Linked DNA regions of Sus scrofa: region 2 is linked to region 1. Evidence: chromatin contacts called from public HiChIP or PLAC-seq data. All regions are on one chromosome and are shown on one strand. Each heading gives the region's core, a stretch centred on a gene start, on an enhancer-like site or on the middle of the called end of the contact. The rest is flanking DNA. Distances are from core to core; before and after follow the strand shown. Region 1 overlaps MTHFD1 (C-1-tetrahydrofolate synthase, cytoplasmic). Region 2 has its middle 79 kb from the start of MTHFD1.

Region 1 (3,759 bases), core at 459-2,958:
GTTCTGATAAATCACAGAAGCCATATCATGACAGTGCCCACATGTTCTCTGTTGCCTTGTCAGCCTCTCACTTGTCCCACTTCTGTTCCTGTCTTTTCCTAGGGCTTTGGGAATCTGCCCATCTGCATGGCCAAGACACACCTGTCCTTGTCGCACAACCCAGAGCAAAAAGGCGTGCCCACGGGCTTCGTCCTGCCTATTCGAGACATCCGTGCAAGCGTTGGGGCTGGCTTTCTGTACCCCTTGGTGGGAACGGTGAGTGAGTGCTGCAGGCAGGGAGGGCCACCTATTCACCTCTGCTTCTTTTTCTTTATTTTTGCTTTTTTAAAAACATATACTTATTTGTTTTTTTGCTTTTTAGGGCCATACCTGTGTCATATGGAAGTTCCCAGGCTAAGGGTAGAATCAGAGCTGCAGCTGCTGGCCTGCACCACAGCCACAGCAACGTGGGATCCAAGCTGTGTCTTACTACACTACACTTAGCTCACGGCCACGCTCGATCCTTAACCCACTGAGTGAGGCCAGGGATCGAACCCACATCCCCATGGACACTAGTCGGGTTCATTACCCCTGAGCACAGCGGGAACTCCTCGCCTCTGCTTCTTAACTCCAGTGCTTGAGCCGTAAATCGATGGCCTCAGCCATCACACAAATGCCAAGTTAGCAGAGTTCATTGCTGAGGAGAAGGTTGGAGCTGGGCCCATTATGATTAATCGTCTTGTCATGGACCATCTTGGTGTCCATTCAAGGATGATGTCATGACTGCTTGTACTGAATAATAATTCTGTCTCCCAGTGGCAGTATGACCTTCACTGAGTCTAGGATGGGCCTGATTCATAGGCCGTGGTGCTTATATGTAATCGCAGCTGGCTCAACCCTCCCAACAGCCCCTTGGAGGCTCTGCCCCTCCTGGGTCTTCTTGATAGGCCTGGAGCTTATGCCTTAATAAATTCAGGGAATTCAGCATTTTTGAGTAAAGAATTTCCCCATTAAAATATAAACAAAACCTTTGGATATGAAAGGTGAGGTTATTTATACTTTGAGATGAATTATCAAATGCTTTCTTAAAGGTTTTTATGTATATTAAAAGAGGAAAATTGCTAATAGGGAGGTAGAGGAAAGCTTAAGGACATTGTTGCTGTTTGGAGGCATCACTGATCCTGTGCCCAGGTTTTTCCCGTAGATCCGCCCAGTATCTGACATCTGCAGATTGTACATTCCTGCAATACAAGATCGAAACAGTAAACTAAGCCAATACATGAGTAAAAGAAACCAGTGGATTGCCTTTGGGAGCTATGCTGTTCTTTCAGCATAGTGGGAAAGGGGTAGGAAGCAGTATTATAATCAAAAGTACCTAACTCTAAGGCCAACCCCACTTTTGGCCTTAGGCGAGTTATTAAAGAGGTGACCCTCCTCCTGTAAAACTCTCTGTGGGGCAGTGTCATCACATAACAGTGGTGATCAGACAGGTGCCTGCAAACTGGTGCCCTCAGCCCCTCCAGAGGCAGGAGGGGTCTCTCTGTTATGATGTTCATCAGTCCTTGGGGTTTGTAGAAATCCTCTTTTAATAGGAATGTGAAACCATTTACCCAGCACCTTGAATATTACAGAAACGTGTGTTGTTTCTGGAAAAACTGTCAGTGCGACTGGCAGCTGAAAGTCCCCTCTGATGTGTGCGTGCAGGGGCTGACTGTAGAGACGGAAGCAAAACTGAAAGTGTCAGGCCTGCAGTTCGGAGAGAAACGCAGCCTGCCCAGCTCAACTTTCTTGTCTAAAACAAACTGCCTCATCTAAAACTCAAACTCTGGTCTAAAGCCAACTTGGACCAAGACATCTCCACACTTAACCTAGAGGGCTTAACAATTACTCTTCTTCACACTTTCTAATTGCTGTTGGGGCCTGAATAGGGCTCAGAGTGTTTGAGCATTTTATATGTTAATGCAAGGTGTGATGACTTCTAAGTCCCTATGTGTATGTCACATGACCTTTTCATTTAAAAAAGTTTTCTGATTATCAATATGGGGGGAAAATCCTCTTTGGCAAAGAGTAAAAGTACTGAAAATCCTCCTAATCACTGTTTTGGGGACCATCTTCAGAGTTTTCTGCCAACAGCTCGTGTGTACCTACATCAGTGGGCCCTTGTCTTTCATCTTTATAGTGTCATCTTTAGGCTCTTGTGCGTGGCCTGAGGACCAGCCAGTCGCCCTTCCTTTTTCCTACTTGTCCCCATACTCAGCAGTTGCATATTTCTTACAGAACTTGAGAATAGAGACTGATGTCAGCTCCCTTAGTATATCCTATGGAGTATTGATTGGTACCTAGATGTCAGATTCGGGTTTTCTAAAGTAATAGTGTTTTGTATTATGGAAGGTGACTAATCCTTTTCTATGACATTTTTAAAGTTCGCTGAGTCCAGCTCAGCAGGATGGGGATGAAGCATGGGTGCTGTGAAACTTAAGGAAATAAGTTAACATAAAACAAGACACAGAGACATTTATCTTAAGTAAAGGTGGGAACCGGGGGACTCAAGGTCTCAGGGACCAAGAGCGCCGCCTCTAGAAACCACACTGCTTTTGTTATGCTCTTTAGGATTTGGTCAAGTGAGGAGGGGGCTATGGGTGGAAGATATAGGGTTTGTTTATTATTTTATGAGTTCTTTTATTATTTTAAAAGTCACTTAGCTGGTAGAAGGTTAAGCTTTTACTCTGACCTTTAGGCACATAACAATCATTAGCATTTGAGGAAGTTATCTATGCATAGCATTCCAGAGAATCCTCACTGTGCTTCCGCATGCCTATCTGCAGCGACCCTGTGTGCCTAGGTTTGCACGTCGGTTCTCTTTGCTAATGCATATTCTGCTAATGACAGCTCATAAACCACTTGGCCATGAGGTTCCTCTTTCTCTTATTCCTTATAGGACATATCCTGCTTGTGCAAACGGTGTGCCAATATGCACAGGTCTGGCGAGCCTAGACCGAGGCATTTTGTCCTCATTCAGCTGACCCTATGAATAACTTATGCCTTTAGGTCTTTGTTCTTAAGCTTAAGTCATTTACCAGCACTGTGACTGTTTTTCCAGCAGGAAGATGGGGTAAAGTAAAGCAGGACAAGATGGAGTTTTCAGCAAAGAGGCTAAGAAAATATTGTAGAAACATGTCTCGCGACAGAAGTTCTGTTTAAACTCTTTTCCTGTCTAGATCTGATTTGGAATTTTTGTGTATTCATTATAAAGAACTTTGTTACAGATTAAAATATATCGAGTGTTCACTTACAAGCCTTACACATTTATATATAAATAGATGTTTGTCAAAGCCAGCCCTTTAGAAAAAGAAATAGGTGTAAATACAATCCATAGCACTGCAAATTCAGGTTTAGGAGGCCAAATTGGACCAGTAAGAACAGTGATTATAAAACCATCTAGATTGTATACAAAAATGTCTTGGCCCAAGTTAAAGGATACTGATTCCTAGTGTTGTGTTGCTGAAGCAAAAATAAAAATAATATGGTTACCTACACAAGACTCATTAAAACAAAGTTACACAGCAGACAAGCCCTGCATCTCCTTTTGTCCTGAGACGTGAGAACTGAAGGGTGAATAACTGACTCCCCAGCTTCCCCAGCACCTGCCATTGTCGAAGGGAGGTGGAGGAGCCTCCTCTACCTCTCATTTTTTGTTGTTTTTGTTTTTTGTTTTTTTTTTTTTTTTTGCTTTTTAGGGCCACACCCATGGTATATGGAGGCTCCCAGGCTAGGGGTCCA
Region 2 (3,759 bases), core at 914-3,413, 140 kb before region 1:
AAATACAACTAATTTTTCCATGTTAACTTTATATCCTACTACTTTGCTGAATTTATCTATTAGTTCTAACACTTTTTTAGGGGAAATCTTTAGGGTTTCCTCCATATAAGATCATGCCACCTGTAAACAAAGGTGGTTTTACTGCTTCCTTTCAAATTTAGATGCCTTTTATTTCTTTTTAAAATTTCTGGAGTTCCCATCGTGGCTCAGTGGAAACTAATCTGACAGCATCCATGAGGATACAGGTTCAATCCGCAGCCTCGCTCAGTGAGTTAGGGATCTAGCATTGCCATGAGCTGTGGTATAGGTTGCAGATGTGGCTCAGATCTGGTGTTGCTGAGGCTGTGGCATAGACTGGCAGGTACAGCTCCGATTCAACCCCTAGCCTAGGAACCTCCATATGCTGTGGGTGCAGGTCTCAAAAGACAATAAAATAAAATTAGATAAAATAAAATTTCTTTATCTTGCTTAATTGCTCTGGCTAGAATTTCTAGTACTATGTTGAATAGAAGTGGCAAAAGTAGACATCATTGTCTTTCACAAGGAAAGTGCTGCAAATTTTTTTTAATGGTCACTCAATGAATATCAAATGAATGAATAAATAAGCCAGTGAGGAGCAAAACAAATAAACTTTCCAGGGAAAGCTAGCTGTTGTGGTGTTAGCAGGCCTACGGAGAGGTCTAAGGGCAGCCCAGTCAAGCATTCAGTTGATTGCAGCCTCAGCCAACAGTTTAACCGCAACCTCACAAGAAATCTGCAGCCACAACCATCCAGCCCAACTAGGCTGCTCCTGAATTCCTGACCCTAGAAACTGTATGAGATAATACTTCTTGTTTTAAGCTGCTGAGTTTTAGGGTAATTTGTTATACAGTAATAGATAATATAGAGAGCAAATGACATGAAATGAGACTGCATAACTATTGTCAAAACAGCATAACATAAGAAATACCCTTGTGGCACAGTGGATTAAGAATCTGGAATTGCCACAGCTGTGGCACAGGCCACAATTCCAGCACAGGTTTGATCCCTAGCCTGAGAATTTCCATATGCTGCCAGTGCAGCCAAAAAACCAAACCAAAACAACAACACAAACAGTAACATAGGTTTAAGTAAGATGGGCAGTCTTCTGAGAAGACAGTAAATAATATCAGGCTCTCCTGAAAATAAATGATACCACATTCTACTTCCTATCCTATTTTAGCAATGACTTTGCCTTTACAGATGGAAGGAAAGGAAAAGTATAAAAACTTTGATCTAAAAATAAAATGATCTAAAAATAAAAATTAAAAATAAATACAATGATCTACATGGTCATTACTGAAGGATATCATCAAAGGCCTCCTCCCAACACCTACCACATGTAGGTACCACAGTGCCTGAAATTCTACTATTAGAGCCATTACTTTGAGTTCCTTTTCCTATAATTGCTTTTTAAGTACATTAAGAATTATATATAAATGATCTCACAGCAACTATCAAATATGTACACAATGAAAAAGTACAAGATATGAAAAAGGGAAGGATTTTTGGTAAAGATAGAGGCATCATGAAGGATTTACAACTGTTTTTCTTTACTTTTCCAATCTTTGGTGAAATATAAATAGTTTTATCAGCTCTCTGTAATAAGCAAAATTAAGTTATTAACATTACAATAATATATGATAATTTCCTTTGCCCAAATTAATATTTATGATTCAGGAAATTCTCTCTTTTTAAATCTAAGCCAAGTCTTTCTTTTAAAAAACTCACTGAAAGCAATTTTTCCTTTCAGATATATTTCAAGAGTCTTCTCTGTTCCCTACGCTTTTCTTCAGCCTGGGATGATTCATAAACACTTTATTCATAAAGATGATGCAGCTGCTCCATTTGCTGAGTGAGCATCTGTTATTTCCTACTGAAGATCTTTTCTCTACAGCAAAAGAAAAAAGCACTTCCTGATAGTTATGTTATGCTTATAGTGACAAAATCAAAATTAATATTCAAAGCCACAGAGTTTATCAAATTGGCTAATATCAAAATACAGATCTTTAAAAAGAAACAAATTTGAAAGAGTAACTCATCTATCTGTCAATACACTTATAGACATTCAAGATTGCTCATTTGCACCAGTTTCCTGAATCTTGACTTTCACAGATTCCTCCTTGGCTGGTATGGATTCAACACTGTTGCTGGTAAGAACAGACTGCTGACTGAGGAATTTCTATAATGGGATCATGCAGTTTTAGTTTCCCAGCAGACTGAATATGGAGGTCTGTCTAAATCAGGTATTTGTTTTTCCTTATGTATCAAATCCTGTTGACATTTATCCCAAATTTTCTGCCTATCTTTCAGTCCTTCAGAGTGAAAAATGTTGTCTGTTTCAAAGTTCTTGGCCAGGATATCTTCATCTTTATCCTAAATATGCTGACACACATTAAACTTCCCATTTAGCTTTTAATACAAAGACATCTAGTTTCTTCCTTTTGAAATATAAATATAGTCATAGCATGAAACCTCAGGACAAAAAACCCCACAAAGACTTATGAGTCATCAAACTAGAATCGTAACAGGTGTTGAAATGATGGTACTAGGAAATCATCTCTAGAATACAGTAACTGAAAATAGAGAAAGAAAATCTAAAGGCAACCAATAAAATGAAGTTAGAAGACAATAGGTTTTAGCTTAATAAAAATAAAAATTTTCTTACAGTTAGAGCTGTCTGAAAATGTAATGACTTTTGGAAGGAGGGGTAGTAAGTTCCGTGTCACTGGAAATATCAAAATAGAAGAAGATAAATACCTGTAAAGAATGTTGACTGAGAAACTGGTATATCAATTTTAACACTGCACCTACTTCTAAGTTTTTGTATTTCTGTGCTACGTTAAAAAGTTCTAGTTTAGGATCATAATCACAGTTCATATGAGAATTAGAATACAAGATTTCTAAATCCTGACATAATACTCTGAACCAGAGTTTGATGAATGTCATGTAGTTTAGCAAAAGTATGCCAAAGAAGCAAAAGAGTTTTTCAAGCCTATGTTAAGTGAATAAGTGAGAGGAGAATAAAAGAATAAGAATTAACACAGCAAAAGAATAAATTTATCATTATATTTGTTTTTTAATGCAATATGTGTTTGGTGTACTCTGCAGTATATATAACAGTGCTACAAATTACTGAGGATACAAGTAAATTAGATAGTGTCTTCACTACATTAATAAGTATAATTATAAGACAAAATATATGTGCCATAACAAAGTATAACAATTTTCTATATGAACTGGAGAATACAAGATCTGGAATAGATATGACCCAAGGGACCAAAATAAATTTCCAAAAACAGATGGTGTTTGAGACAGTTCTTGAAAAGTGGATTCATACATTCAACAAACCAACAGAATCACCACATTGCAGTGCAGGTTTGGCCATTCATTCACTCTGCAAATGTATTTAAGTACTTTAGACATATTTATTGAATCTCTGCTAAATTTTAGTATTCTAGCTGTGAGGATTCAGCAGTGAAAAAAATGGATAAAAAATCTCTATTGTCATGGAATCTATACCCAAAAGGGAAGAAGAGTGGAACAGAAACTAAGTTAAACCAATAAATCATACAGTATATATTTGACAGAGATAAGTATTATGGAGAAAAATAAAAACAGGAAGGGGAACAGTATATGTGGGAAGGGTGAGGGAGGTGTTGCAATTTCAAACTGAGTGCTCATGTAAGGCCTCACCAAGAAAGTGACCTTTGAGCAAAACTCAAAAGAGCTGGTGACAGA

The links. HiChIP or PLAC-seq counts read pairs in DNA pulled down with a chosen protein or histone mark.
Region 2: a contact with region 1 is called in an H3K27ac HiChIP or PLAC-seq map of alveolar macrophages. The contact joins two enhancer-like sites. A contact is called at or near these places in 1 of 5 promoter capture datasets (liver) and 1 of 2 datasets of contacts at active chromatin or transcription factors (alveolar macrophages).

Annotation. Positions count from the first base shown.
Region 1 is chr7:88,527,458-88,531,216 of Sscrofa11.1, forward strand. It overlaps MTHFD1 (C-1-tetrahydrofolate synthase, cytoplasmic), which reads left to right. Exons shown (of 27, transcript XM_021099913.1): 25 at 103-255. Among named protein-coding and RNA genes, the nearest start is that of AKAP5, 9.6 kb to the right of the region's middle. Within about 2 kb of position 1,709, at least 29 of the 83 cell types and tissues checked have an H3K27ac peak or open chromatin away from gene starts, as enhancers often do. A contact at or near this core is called in alveolar macrophages, where this site is marked.
Region 2 is chr7:88,390,333-88,394,091 of Sscrofa11.1, forward strand. No RefSeq gene overlaps it. Among named protein-coding and RNA genes, the nearest start is that of MTHFD1, 79 kb to the right of the region's middle. Within about 2 kb of position 2,164, at least 3 of the 83 cell types and tissues checked have an H3K27ac peak or open chromatin away from gene starts, as enhancers often do. A contact at or near this core is called in alveolar macrophages, where this site is marked.